Linked DNA regions of Hordeum vulgare: region 1 is linked to region 2. The links are chromatin contacts, called in public Hi-C maps. All regions are on one chromosome and are shown on one strand. The core of a region is the stretch at or near the end of the contact, and the rest is flanking DNA. Distances in the headings are between cores, read along the strand shown. Region 1 holds the start of LOC123444367 (glucan endo-1,3-beta-glucosidase 13). Region 2 holds the start of LOC123444366.

Region 1 (7,402 bases), core at 2,167-4,666, 210 kb before region 2:
CAGCCGGGGCGAGGTGGGGGTATCGCCATGCCGTATGGGGCAAAGAACCCCATGTAGGGATTGTATGGCAGTGGTAGATGGGGGCCACGGCCGGATGGATCGCCATGTCCGCGACCACGTCCACGAACCCGGCCACGGCCGCGATCACCGCCGTCGTGGCCACGACCACGGCCAGGGGGTTGTGTAGGGCCGCGATCGGTGGAGCCTGCGGGCCGATCACCAGAGCGCGGAGTGGAGGAGCTCGTCGGCCTCCCGTTGGGAGAGATTCTCCTCGGCGAGTTTGAGCCGGGAGAACACGGTCTCAAACGGGGGGAGAGGCACCGTGTCCCCGAGGACGACGCGGATGGTGTCAAGCCGTTTGTCGATGCCGTGGAGGAACTGAGTGGTGAGATCCACCTCAGTGACCGGGTAGTCGATGTCGGCGAGGCCGGCGGTGAGGAGCTTCATGCGACGGGCATATTCGGCGACAGAGAGATCACCTTGTTTGAGATTCCGGTACTGCCGATTCAAGGTCATGTATCAGGCGGCACGATTGGCAAGGAAGTAGTCCCGGATGCGCCCCCAAAGATCGAAGGTGGTGGTGGCACCCACGACGTGATCGATGAGGGGATCGGCCAGAGTGGAGTAGATCCAAAGAACGAGGTGAGCATCGAGTTCGCGGAGGTGGGCATCGGCGTTGGGTGGGAGGGGTTGTTCAATGAATTGGGAGACGCCATAGCGGAGAAGAACGAGGAGGAAGAAGGACTTCCACTTGTGGTAGTTGTGATCGTCGGGGTTGAGCTGGAATTTGATATGGTTTTGGATGCTGTCATGGAAGATCGGGTGGCGGGATTGGGGAATGGCGGATGGAGGGGGTGGTGGTGCAGCGGATTGAGGAACGGTGGTGGAGAAGAGAGGTGCAAACGTAGATGGGGGAGAGGGTGTACCGAAAACAAAGGGGGAAGAGGCGGCGGTGGCGGCAGGGCTGGAGGCCGGGTGGTGTCGACGACCGTCGTCGAGGAAGAGGAGGTTTGGCCGGAGCCGGTGGCCGGCGCGGAGGGGAGGTCGGAGGTGGTCATAGGAGGTGGCTGGTGTCTGATACCAAGTAAGAGAATATATTCCTTCCAATGATCAACATGTACAATGGTGTTACATATATATAGCAGAGGTAGAGGAGAGCCGGTCCAGATCCTACATACAAGGACGGCTTAGACTAAGTGTTATGACTAGGTAAAGGATAACGTTAACATTGCATTTATATCAATGGACTTCCGGTTGCAATTTCAGTCAAGGACCTGGATAATTACTATCATAAACATTGTAATCAGCCCATATTGTCTACCAGTATAGGCTTACATTTAGGTACTTTGTCAATATTCAGACTACATCCAAAGCCAGTGGTGATACTGATGCAGAGATATTATACAATGCAACCATTCATTAAATAATCAATGTAGTTGTTTTTAAGCACATGATACTTACTTGGATCTTTCGTCGTCCTCATTCCAGCACCACCAAATCCACAAGCCACATCAGTAGCTCCATTTTGCTGATAATAGCTGTTGAATGCATATGAAGCATGTGAAACCAATGTGTCGGGCTGGTAGCAGGGTTGGCTTGGTTGAATAGCAGAGCAATCGACATTGCCTGGACCGCATGCCCAGTTCAAGCCATTCTGCAGAGCCGTCTCGGACACATTGGTTGAAGCAACACACCAAGTACCATTTGAGCTCGTAAGGTTTCCTCCAGTCATGATGTCCACATTTCCTCGGCCAGTCCAATCTACGCTGTAGATGGAGCTCTGGTCCGGAGAGAAGAGTCCCCAGTTCCTCTCCGACTCGATGCCCGGCTTCCTGTTCTCATTGAACAAGGAGAAGATGTAGACGTCTATTTCTTCTCCAGGCTTGGCAGGCGTGCCACTGTCATTGACGACATGGCGTATCAGATTAGTGTTGTAAGTCTGAGCATTGTCCGGAGTGGCCCCGGTCTCCTTAGCAGCTCCCTTGTGTGGCCATCCCGTCTCGGTGATCATGATCTTGAGTGTCTTGAAGTTGAGAGCCATGAGCGCGAAGAAGATGGAATCGACCTGCGCATCAAACATGTTTGTGTAGACCAACCCAGTGTTGGGGTCAATCACGCCCTGGGACTGCGGCGAGAAGAGGGCGTAGTTCAGCGAGACATTGCTGGGCGAGTTCTGGTAGGCGTAGTAGGGATACAGATCGACCATGAAGGGCGCCTGGTTCTCCACGAGGAACTCCAGCATGGGCTTGAGGAAGTGCGCGTAGCTGCTGTTGAACGCCCCCGCGGACGGCGGGAACGAGCGGGAGAGCACCCCGAGCGAGTGCGTGCTGGAGATGGTGATCTTCTTGTGCAGGCCGACCTTCTTGAGGGCGGCCTGCACGTTGCGCATGGCCGGCACGACGAGGGAGGAGACGTTGATGGTGCTCTCGGTGATCTCGGCGCCGACGGTGATGTAGGTGATGGCGGTGGCCGGGTAGTAGGGGAGGATGCTGTTCTTGAGCCAGGTGTCGACGTTGGACTGGTACTGCGAGAAGGCGAGGAGGTCGGCGTTGGGGACGCCGACCATGAGCTCCACGCTGGTGTTGGCGAAGGCCTTGATGACGTCGACGTTGGCGTCGTAGATGCGCACGTACTTGATGGACTGCTGCTGGATGAGCTGCGCCACCTTGTCGGGCCCCGGCAGGTCGTCGGCGTTGCGGCCGTAGCAGATGCCGGTCTTGCCGCCGTGGCAATGCCCTGCAAGCGCAAAAACAGCCACACATCAGGATTCAGGAGCGCGCAATCTCTCTTATTTTAGCGCCCATTTATTTCCAGGATCCTTTAATCTATCTCATGCCAGGAAAACAATCAATCTACTCCCCCCAAAAGGTGATGGACATGGGGATTAGATGATTATATTTCCCCCCAAACGCCAAAAGAAGACATATATTCGTCGGACATCATCACGGTCACGGCACCATACGCACTGCAGGTAGCTAGCACTCAGCGGGAAGCAAAGCATCTAGCAGGCACTCGGCGCGCGGTTAACTGAGAGTTCACATTCCAAAAGGGCGAGTATTCAAGTACCAGCAAGAAGACGAGCCGGGGGAGCATATGGTTCAAGAACTCACCTATGAGCAGCAAGAAGAGGAACGCGGAGAACGCCGCCGCATGCCGCCGCGCCATTGGCGTCCCGACCCCGAGCTGTGCCTCCTCCTCCGCTATCCCCGCCGATAAGACCTTGGTCTGTGCTGGCTGCGCGGCCGGAGGGTGTGACCGTTGAGTGGAGTGAAGCAGAGGGGAGGAAGAGAGGAGAGAGGAGGACGGAGCGAGGGAGGCACGGGGTGATGCCTGACGCTGGCCACTGGGCGACTGGGCTCAGGCGGTGCAGCGGGGCAGTGCGTGGAATGGAGTGCGTGCGTGACTGTCGCTCGCGGCGGGCGGAAGCGGAAGCGGACGCGAGGGGGTGCCTTATAAAATTGGGTTGAGGGTGTTTAAACAAAGGGCGCACGGGTCCGGGATGGAGACGAGGGGAGGAATTTCCTCAGGGAAAAAAAGTAGCGACGAATGTTCGCTGGACCGGGACCACAAGGCTTAGGTTGAAGCGTGAGCTCACGGGGTCGTGGTAAAAAACGACCTTGAAACATTTGGTTTGTATTGAGTGAGGCCAACGCACGATCTCAGTCAAACACTCTCCGTTTTTCGTCTGCTTTCGTTTTATCTTTGATTTAAATTTAAAATCGTATTTGTATTGAAACGAACAACACGTGGACGGATGGGATACGTGTCTTCGTTCTCCCGAGGCCCATCCATCGGGGACATCATTGTCCCTCCTTTTAGAACATGTTACTTCATGTTTGATTTTGATAATTGATGATAATTTTTATGAATTAATGGTTGCTTTGAGTTATATTTAAAGGATTTTTTTCATAAACATTTTTTGAAGTCTATTTGGTAGTTTAAAGGAATTTATGTGATTACAAAAGGTGGTATTTAAGAATCCTCTATTACTAAATAGCTACAACTCACTACCTAATTTTCTTACCCATGCAATCATGACACATAAACAAGTATGCATGCAAGATATCAATAACATCTTTTGCATTACCCTACGCATGCATGCAATGGTGCCACATCATCTACTCATGCATATTAATCATAAATAGTTTCTTGCATTAGAGTTCATCCTTCATATTTTGTTAGAAATTACATTTTAACTATAATTTTCACTCTTTTTTATACACTTCGTATTTTATTGTTTTTGAGCTTACATTCACTTTTCATTAGTTTTAGATTTGTTATAACAACTATTTATTCATATTTTAACAATGTTTTCGCTGCAACGCGCGGGGCATCATCTAGTTTATCCAAAGATTGATCATGTGAGAGTTGGGTTTATTGCAAGCATGTCTTAAAGAAGAAGATTGTGTGAACATTCATGCTTACCTTCAAGACATCATCTTTATAAAGAGAAGATAAGTCTCAAGGTTCATCAAGACCAAGTCAAAGAGTGAATCAAGTTGACCAAGTCAAAGATAAGTCTCGATATACTAATCATTGTCCATTACACTTTGTGTACTAACTACTACCCATGTCTTCATGAGTTTTTTATGTGAGGTTGGTGAAAGTGCGTTATATCGACTAGAGGGGGTGAATAGGCGATTTTTATGAATTCGTCACTCGGGAATTTCCCTGTGAGGAAATTGCTAAGTCACGAACAACTTGCAGCGGAATAACTACTCACGCGTAAGCTTAACATGGCAACAACATGGCCATCGTGATGAAATGAAACTAACACTTAACGCGAATAGCGTGATCAGGATACGCAGGTGAAGAACAAGTGAAGTGAAGAATTTGAGATGAGGAAATTGAGAAAGTCTTCAGTCAAATTCTTCAAACAGTAATAATAGATTTCATCAACACATAAATGAGGAAATAGAACCAGATACTCGGTGACGGGGATACTACCCCAGGGTATACCAAAGGCGGAGATTACCCTTCTCCAAGACTATTAGGGGGGTCGCCTAGCCCCTCGAGGCCGGCTGGAGAGAGCCAGCCCTCCTGGTACGGCCGACTTGGCGATAGCCGGCCCCATTGAGTCATATGCACGGTCGGCTGGCGGTAGCCGGACCCTCCCACCAGCGCCTCTCCAACGGTCGGGAGCGGTACGGCTGGCCGGCTGGCCGGTCGCTAGCCGGACAGACTGCCCCATCCCATTAGGTCGTACAGTAGTACTCCGACAAGACAACTCCCGATCCCCGATGTGGCAACAGTGCTCCCTGATGCCAGCTAGGGCCGTAGCGGGATGATGGCGCCGTCAGCATGGCTACAAGGGGCCTAGACAACACCGACGGCGGCTAGACAAAGCGACCCTGTAGCCATCATCACCTCGCGCACCAGCCCTGGCAACCCGGCGCATCAGCCGCTAGTTGCACGGGTCGGCGGGACCCACGACGAGACTTGGCAACCGGTGGGCCCCCCAGGCCGGCCAGAGGCTGGCAGCCGGGTCCCACCAGCGATCTTATCCTCAATACTGTACTAGCTCGGGCTGCACTATAAAGCCCCCTCCAGCCCCCAGAGAGGGGTTCGCTCCCTTCGCATTAGCACACACACACACACACACACACCGTTCCCATCCACGTACCACATGAGAGAGGTAGCGCGATAGCAGGCCAGAGCCCATCTCCTTCCTCAGATACAGCTCCAAGAGCACCATTGTACTGATATCTCATATAGTCACACATGCAGGACTAGCGGTATTACCTCACCGGAGGGCCCCGAACCTAGGTACACCTGCGTCATGTGTCTTACGCATAAACCCGTTCCCCGACGCTACCGGTGCCTGATACGTCCATTTTGCATCATGCTTTCATGTTGATATTTATTGCTTTTTGGGCTGCTATATTACTTGTGGTACCATATTTATGCCTTTTCTCTCTTATTTTGCAAGGTTTATTTGAAGAGGGAGAATTCAGGTAGCTGGAATTCTGGACTAGAAAAGGAGCAAATCTTAGTCCATTATTCTGCACATCTCCAAATGCCCTGAAAAGTTACGTGGGTTTTTTGGGATTATATAAAAAATACTAGGCGAAAGAACTACTGGAGAGGGGCTGCCACGGAGCCACAAGCCCTGACACCGCCACCCCCCTGGTGACAGAGTGGGGGCTTGTGGGCTCCCTGACGGCCCACTAGCCCCCCTCTTTTGCTATATGAAGCGTCTTGGTCCATAAAAAATCAGAAGGGAGCTTTTTCGTCGTTTCGCCGCCGCCACGAGGCGGAACTTGAGCAGATCCAATCTAGAGCTCCGGCAGGACGATCCTGCCGGGGAAACTTCTCTCCCGGAGGGGGAAATCGTCGCCATCGTCATCACCAACACTACTCTCGTCGGAGGGGAGGCATCTTCATCAACATCTTCATCAGCACCATCTCTTCTCCAATCCCTAGTTCATCTCTTGTAACCAATCTTCGTCTCACGACTCCGATTGGTACTTGTAAGGTTACTAGTAGTGTTGATTACTCTTTGTAGTTGATGCTAGTTGGATTACTTGGTGGAAGAGTCTGTGTTCAGATCCTTGATGCTATTCATTACACCTCTGATCATGATTATGATTATGCTTTGTGAGTAGTTACTTTTGTTCTTGAGGACATGGGATAAGTCATGTTAATAATAGTCATGTGAATTTGATATTCGTTCGGTATTTTGATATGCTGTATGTTGTCTTTTCCTCTAGTGGTGTTATGTGAACGTCGACTACATAACACTTCACCATATTTGGGCCTAGAGGAAGGCATTGGGAAGTAGTAAGTAGATGATGGGTTGCTGGAGTGACAGAAGCTTAAACCCCAGTCTATGCGTTGCTTCGTGAGTGGGCTGATTTGGATCCACTAGTTTAATGCTATGGTTAGACTTTGTCTTAATTCTTCTTTTGTAGTTGCGGATGCTTGCGAGAGAGGTTAATCATAAGTGGGATGCTTTTCCATGTAAGGGCAGTACCCAAGCGCCGGTCCACCCACATATCAAACTATCAAAGTAATGAACGCGAATCATATGAACATGATGAAACTAGCATGACAGAAATTCCCGTGTGTCCTCGGGAGCGTTTTTCCTCCTATAAGACTTTGTTCAGGCTTGTCCCTTGCTGCGAAACGGATTGGGCCACTTGCTGCACAATTGCTACTACTTGTTACTTGTTACTCTTTGCTTGCTACGTTTCACCTCACTACACAATCACTTGTTACCGCTACTTTCAGTGCTTGCAGTTATTACCTTGTTGAAATCCGTTTATCAGAGCCTTCTGCTCCTCGTTGGGTTCGACACTCTTACTTATCGAAAGGACTAAGATTGATACCCTATACTTGTGGGTCATCAAGACTCTTGTCTGGCGCCGTTGCCGGGGAGTGAAGCGCCTTTGGTAAGTGGAAA
Region 2 (7,726 bases), core at 2,503-5,002:
CATTCGTCTTGGACTGTTGTTGCTTGACTCGTCCACACGGTTCTTCTTTTCTTCACCTCTTTTTTTTTTCAAAGAAGACTCGTCCACGGTGTTTATGCATGAAAATATAGTCTAAATCTCCCATATCTATCTACCCATGTGACATGATCATAGCAGCAAAACAACTTTATCCAAGTATCCGTGCCTCTGACCAGCAAAGCCTAGACCATCCGAAAATATATAGAAAGGCCAATTTGCCGTGCCGCGTTCCAAGCTCCAACTCCCGGCAGTCGGCCACCAGCTTCCCGCGCCAAATCCAATGGACGGGGATGCTAAATCTTATAATCTGTTCCATTATACCCACCAGACCACATCATTGGCCGCAGAACGGCCGGTAAGACGAGACGATTCTCGGTCGCCGCAAATACAAAGCAAGATGATGACCACCACCACAACGACGACGAGGAGACGCCTCTCCTCCCGGTAGTTCCAGTGGCCGCGTACGTAAACTCGTCACCCAGAAATAGAAAGGCAACGCCGAGCGCCAACCGCCAACCGACCGCCGGCAGCTTGGCAACAATTTGGCGCAGGTGAAGGAAGCGTGCACCTTCCGACGTGTTGGGTAACACGACATGAGTTATCTGCATGCAATTACCTAGTGAGTCCGCTGGCGCAAAGCACGTACGTGCCGAAGTTAATCAACCCTTTCATTTGCGTTCCGACAGTGTCAAGTAGGCAGGCGAAACAGACTCTGCTCAGCAAAGACGTCCGGCGCACACGATAGCGGTGTGCCGGATACGCACGCACCATGCACTCGCCATCGCCAGCCTCAACCATGAATCAATTCGAACGGCTTGCCTTGGTTCCTTCCGAGAGCACAGGTCCACGAGACCAAAGTTGGGCCGGATTGCATGGCCGCCAGATAACGATAACGAGAGCAGAGACCGGGCGAAACTGCACGCCTCCCCGGCCTGAGCTACACAAAGCTAGTGCGATCTACGCCAAGCACACCCGGTCTCTTCTCTCCTTTGCGTCGTGCTCGCGTACCGACCAGGCCACCGCCCGCAGCCACACAAAACCGGCCCCGACCCGATCCCATCCCATCCGATGCGACGACGCCGTGTTCCGGGGAGACGAGCGGCCACGCGTCTCAAGCCACGCCGATCGAGCAACCAACAGCGACGCGCATCCGATGATTCCCGCCTCATCCGGCCGGCGATGGAATTCCACATGCTGCCGCTCGTCCCGTTGCGCGCAGACCACGTTCCCCCCTGCTCGCGCGGTCCACCCCTGACCGCGGCACATGATTTTTTTGGGCGCGGCCGTCGCTCTCGTTGGATCCCCGCGGGATCCGGGCCGGGGCCGGCCACGGATCATGGAGCGAATTGCCGAGGAATATGCCGCCCACCCTTATCGCTTCCCCGACGATATTTTTGTATAAGACGGAGGCGTCTTTTGGGTGATGGGTCTGGGCGGGCGTGTTTGGTTGCAACTGCCTTCCCGTGTGTGTGTTGTGGATAGAAGAAGGCACGGGAGGCGTCGACCCCATGTTCCACGCACGAGCCGCCCACCCCACCCGACCCGGCCAGGTCAGAGCGGCCGTCTGCTCCATGGACGCGTTGGGGAAGATTTCAGATTTGACTCCCCACGACGGAGAGAGGCGGCCGGGTGGAAGGGTCGTATCGTATCAATCGATTGGGTTATGGAACGTGTCCGAGGGTTTCCAACCAACACACGCACACAGACAGCAGTCGTGGAATTCGTTCGCCCTGGAGCGAGACACGGTGGACGACGCACCCACTTCGTATCGTAGACTCATAGGCCACACCAGAAACGACTTTTGAAATCTACGAGCTATACTAAGTCCGGCGCCACGAGCTTGAACAAGTCCACCCACGGATAAGGATCAGGGAGCACGGATTCTTGGCAGTCAGCCTTACTTGACTAAGCTTAGTGGTTACTGCCACAGAGATTAGGACACGAACGTAATTAGCTGCTCCCCCTAGACAAAAGGTGAGCAAGCGCACCTGCCCTGCCTGGGCATCTGCGTCGGTGGGAGTCCAAACCAGGCAGCCATGGGAACACGGAATACACAAAACACCGTTTTATCTGCCTCCGGAGCAACACGAGGAAGAAAGCTTGTCGCCGGTCTCGTTGCGCCAGCAAACCAGCTGCCGTGTCTCCCGGCACCGGTGCTCGTGCCATGGCAGACGTGTGAGCTGTCGTCTTTTTTCCCATTTGGTGAACATGCTCTTGCCACCTGTACTAGTCGCGCGGACGGGTGTCCACTTACGCAGAGCTCATCAGTTTCACTTCTTTTGGTACTACAGTCCTTGGTTGATACTCATTACTACAGCAGTCCGTAGTTTTCAACAATAATTCCTGGTTATATCTTAAGGCCCCGAAGAAACTGATGGCAGGAGGTTGATGAGTACATACTTCTCCTTTCCCCACAATAATGCATTCCATATAGATGGTGCTTCCCACTTTCCCGGTGACGTTGAAATGCACCATTTATCTCGTGCGTCTTTTAAACCATAAATGGTTGTTAAGCACGACACCACTTTTAATCTCGAGAGCTACTCTACACGGACGCTGCCCCCTCCCTTTTTATCCCGTGCAATGGAAGCCAAGGGAACGGGAATGGTGCGCTACAAATGCGACGCGGAAAACCAAACACGCGCGCGCGTGTGTGTGTCATCACCAAACTCTCGTCCGGTCCACGGAATCTCATTTTACGCATCCCCGTCGAGACGTCAAATTATGTGGGCACGCAGCGCTCCAGCAAAAAAAGGATGAGTTTGTGGAGTAGTGAACCTGAAAGGTATAAAAAACACACGTGTCCCTTCGACAAGGGAAGGGGAGTTGAAGGAGTGCCCCTTCAGCCAAGGAAGGAGCCTCCGGTCCACGGCAGCTCACTCAACCAGATTTTTTCCAACTTGAAACCTCCTACGAATTTCACTTCGCGTCTCCAGAAACTACTACAGTACTAGTATTGCAGAATGGTTTGGGTCCTCTGAGATTTTTTTTTCTTTTGCGGATGGACATCAGTGTTTGTAACTAGTCGATTAGATAGAGGTTCCAATTACGAAGCATATACGGGTATAATTTTCCGGTACGATTTTGATAAGAGTTGTTCGGAACCACATGTTTGTCAAAGCCAAGCTTTACCACCTCAAAACAGGCTGTCCAAATAGGAGTACAGTAGTAGTAATCGGTTTTAGCAGGAGCACCGACGAGTCAGCTCCCAATCCCAACGAGAGGCAACAACCCAGCGGCAGCGCGCCGCGTGTCCGTGTCCGTCGATAAACGATCGAAACGGTGACTTGCAAGGCACCGTCTCTTCCCCGCCACAGCATGCCAACGGTCCGAGATGTCAGCCTCACAGACCAGCTCTCCCAAAAGGATAACAAAATCATATAATAAACCGGCCAACAAACTGAGGAGACGGAGATAAGATGATAAGATCGGATCGGGCGGCAGAATCCGCCAAAGCAGAGGCATGTGGGTGGGAGTGGCCAACAAACTTAATACCACTCTTGTTTTGTTTTTCTATTTACGAAAGAAAAATGACGGGACCAAGGCATGGCCCCGTGCTCATGGGGTCCAAGTCACCGGTGTCCAAGCAAACCTAACTCGCGCATTGCAAACACGCCGGACCCCAACCCACGGTGACGTCACCGGACTTTCACAAAATCGCGTTCGGTTTCGTAGTACTCCTTACCGAGTAGGAGTATTAGTCAAAGCGCACTAGCGCGACGGCGAGCGTTATCCCAATCGGCTCTGCTCTGGCTGGGGCTCTATATATGCCCGCCCCCCTGCCAGAAGGTAAAGGTCGTGAAACAGAGCAAGCAAAGAGCAACAGCAACAGCAAGAGAAAGAATATATTACATCCATAGACAGCAGCTCATTGTCTTACCGGAAGCCGAGGAACTTGCAACCAGCCATGGGCAGATCTGCCGGAGCTCCTCAGCCGCGCCAGGAAGACGAGGACCTGTTCGAGACCTCCTCCTCCTTCTCCTGCGACTCCGACGACGAGGCACGGTTCTCGGACGGCGAGGACCAGTTCGTGCCGGCCTCCCCGCCGGCGCGCAGGCTGGTTTCAGAGGGCGTCTACGATCTGTCGTCGATGAAGGCAGAGCTCTCCGTCAAGTAAGTCTCCGAGGAACTTCATAAGTTCATCATGAACATTTGCAGCAAAATGGAAGTTTTTCCTGACCGTGCTGATCTTCTCTCTTTGCAGGAAAGGGGGGTTGTCCAAGTACTACGACGGCAAGTCCCAGTCCTTCGCGTGCATGTCGGAGGTGAGGTGCCTGGAGGACCTGCCCAAGAAGAGACCCTACAACAAGAAGATGAAGCCATGCCGGAGCCACGTCGAGATCGACGGTGACCAGAGAGCCTGCCCCGCGCCTGGTTCTAACAACAGCAGCAAGGGAGTCGCCAAGCAGACCTCCGGGAGCTCCTGCGCGAACCTGATGATGGCGCGGAGTGGCAGCTCCAGCATGCTCTACAGGCCTCCCGCCATCCCCGTCAACAAGAGCGCCTGCCATCAGTAGGGCTCGCGGTGCCATTCCGCGCCTCTTCTTTGTTCCTCGAGGATGAGGATTTTTCTTGGCGGGTCTATTAGCTTGTCAAATGTAAAGAGGCTTTTGCATCCATGTTGTTCGGGAAGACATTGATTGATTCAGTGTGTAAATAGAGAGACCGGTTGTATACCAAACATTTCTTCTGATTAACAAAGATTATCCGAGATCCGAATTCTGAGCCATGGTACATGATCAAAGACCATCCTAGTTATTCTTAACAATCAACATAACAAGGAGTACAAAGTAGCTTTGCTAAAACAAAGAGCGTTTATCAGACATGGAAGAATGTTTTACCGCCTAAGGGCTTGTTCGGTTGAGGGGGATTTAATCCCCTACAAGCCAAAATCCCTGCACTGCAAATCTTCTCTAATTCCCGTAGGGATGGGATTAACCGAACCAGGCCTAAAGTTATACCCTGTGAGCAACAAGTAATATGGATCAAGGGAGTAATATGAAACACAGGGAGTAAAAATACTCCGCGCGTGTACCATGCCTTTCCTGCTGAGGCTGTTCACCGGAAGTCCCTCCATGCTTTTAAGTGTGACATAAAACTTGTTGCACTGCTATAAGATGAACGTCCACCAACATGTTCAATGTCTTTCCAATATTCATAAAGGAAAAGGAGTTTGTTCTCAACCTTTGTGTATGCCTTCGTCTACTTGTTTTTGTGCTTCTTGCTTGCATTGGCTTGGTTAGAAAACTCATCTTCGAACAAAGACATTCCGTCGATGTCCATTTCATTTTTTTCTTCTAAGCCATAGTCCTCTCCAAACTTGTGGTCGACGAGGAAGATGCTACCAAGGCCATCTTGGTCTTACATGAAGGGGTCGGTCATGCCACCATGGTCAAAGGTGTCGGCCATGAAGGGATTTTCGTCGTCTTGGCTTTGGGTCTCTTCGAAATCGAAGGGAGCGGGATCGACATCATCTTTGAAGATGATGTTCTTGATGATGAAACGGTTGGTCGTGTCGTCATCCTTAGCTGGAGATTGTCTTGATAAGAGTAGTCCACTTTAGATAGATATTGTCAGCTAGATAGCATCGATTGTTGTAGTGGTGGCATTGATCTCAACATCGACTTTCGGGCAACTGCCTTCTTCCGTCATAGCGAATACTAGAGAGCGCTGAAACACATTATATCGTTGTGAGATCCGATCATGCCAAAGAAAGAGTGCTAAATCCAGAGATCTTGTGAAGCAACGACCAAGTATGACACTGTAAGCACGGACATGGCCCTTATACTGCCCCTGCCAAGCAGAACGACAATTTTTACTTTGAACGCATGCAATTTATGCTATCAAGCATCCCTGGGACCCCGTGCTGGCATTTATCGCCAACAACCGTGTTGTATCATCGACAGTTGACTTTTCCAAGTACTCCAGCCAAACACAACTATGTAAGCCCTTCAGAACCTATACATGAACTCAAGGCAGGTGGACTCACTCATTCGTACATGCTCATTAATGAGATCAACGAAAACTCAGTATGCAAGCATCAGAATGGCAGTAGTGCATTTTTGATAAGAGGAGAAGCCCATCTTTCCAAAGGCATATGTCTTGCACTCGAAATAGTTATCGTGCCCCCCCCCCCCCACCCCATCCCAAATACGATAGAACACATGCCTAGCCATACAGAAACGACGTTGAAATATGTGATGTTTGAAGAGCGGGTTGGGGTTCTCAAAGTACTCGTTCCAAAGTAAGAAATGACCACTATTCCAACTGCGGTTTAACGCTGGCGTGTACCCCGGTATCGAGCACCTAAACAATGTACGCTGCATGCTTAGGTGGTCGTGGACGACCAATGTAGCTGCCACGATCTTCTCATCATTAGATGAAGAATCATCTGAATCCCAAAGAACATTGTAAAAAAGAACTCGTCGTCGGAATCCATTTGTACCTTGCGGGCAAACCGACGAACAACTTGCGGACGTCCTGGAAGAAGCCGGTCGGTGAAGAGCCTCACACCCTACCGAGGCAAGGTAGGAACTGGGTGGCGGCACAGGTAGATGAGGCGACCGGGAGGGTGACCTTTCTATGAACGAATGACTGACGGCATCGGCGGAACTCGGCGGCTACGGCGAGAGGTGGTTGGGGGGGGGGGGGGGAGTGAGTCGAAGACAATGGGAGAAAGAAAAAAGGGGCCTACGTGCCACCGACTGTCGGGTCGGAGGAAAAGGACAGGCGTCGTGCGCGTTCATTTCGTGTCTGGCCGACGAAATGCGGCCCAAATATTAATCAGGAACGAGAAACGGACGTGCGTCCGTTTAAACCACCACGTTGCACCGAGTTTTATATCCACGACGATTCAATCGGATACATGCGGATAGTCCGGTTGGAGTTGCTCCAACTTGCGCAACGCAAACACACCGGAACGGACCAACGGTGACGTCACCGACCTCGTGTGGCGCTCGCGTTCGGTTTCGTGGTAGTACGAGTACTAGTCAAAGCGCACTAGCACGACGCCGAGCGTTATCCCAAATTCCCAATCGCCTCAGCTGCGGCTCTATATATGTCCGCCCCCCCTGCCAGATTGTAGAGGTCGTGAAACAGAGCAAGCAAGAGCAACAGCAACAGCAAGCATATCTTCGTTACCCTTCTACTACTTGAGGCCCGCCCGTCCATTGTCTTACCAGAAGCCGAGAAACTTGCAACCATGGGCAGATCTGCTGGAGCTCCTCAGGTCCTCTCGGCGCACCAGGAAGACGAGGACCTGTTCGAGACCTCCTCCTCCTTCTCCTGCGACTCCGACGACGAGGCACAGTTCTCGGACGGCGAGGACCAGTTCGTGCCGGCCTCCCCGCCGGCGCGGCGACTGAACTCCGACGGCGTCTACGATCTGTCGTCCATCAAGGCCGAGCTCTCCGTCAAGTAAGTTCCTCAGGAAACACCTTCCTTCTTCATGTATCAACAGAGTAGCAAAATGGAAGTTTTTCCTGACCGTGCTGATCTTCTCTCTTTGCAGGAAAGGGGGGTTGTCCAAGTACTACGACGGCAAGTCCCAGTCCTTCGCGTGCATGTCGGAGGTGAGGTGCCTGGAGGACCTGCCCAAGAAGAGACCCTACAACAAGAAGATGAAGCCATGCCGGAGCCACGTCGAGATCGACGGTGACCAGAGAGCTTGCCCCGCGCCTGGTTCTAACAACAGCAGCAAGGTAGTCGC

Evidence for each region. Hi-C and Micro-C count contacts between places; a contact is called where the count stands out from the background.
Region 1: a contact with region 2 is called in a Hi-C map of seedling, with 3 times the contacts expected there. The contact joins the promoter of LOC123444367 here to the promoter of LOC123444366 in region 2. A contact is called at or near these places in 2 of 6 Hi-C or Micro-C datasets (leaf and seedling) and 1 of 1 datasets of contacts at active chromatin or transcription factors (embryo).

What each region holds. Positions count from the first base shown.
Region 1 is chr3H:478,349,970-478,357,371 of MorexV3_pseudomolecules_assembly, reverse strand. It overlaps LOC123444367 (glucan endo-1,3-beta-glucosidase 13), which reads right to left and starts at 3,416. Exons shown (of 5, transcript XM_045121060.1): 1 at 3,111-3,416; 2 at 1,462-2,736. The coding sequence starts at 3,165.
Region 2 is chr3H:478,143,255-478,150,980 of MorexV3_pseudomolecules_assembly, reverse strand. LOC123444366 reads left to right here and starts at 3,752. Exons shown (of 2, transcript XM_045121055.1): 1 at 3,752-4,131; 2 at 4,223-4,737. The coding sequence starts at 3,926. The coding sequence ends at 4,535. LOC123444364 reads left to right here and starts at 7,081. Exons shown (of 2, transcript XM_045121054.1): 1 at 7,081-7,434; 2 at 7,529-7,726. The coding sequence starts at 7,220.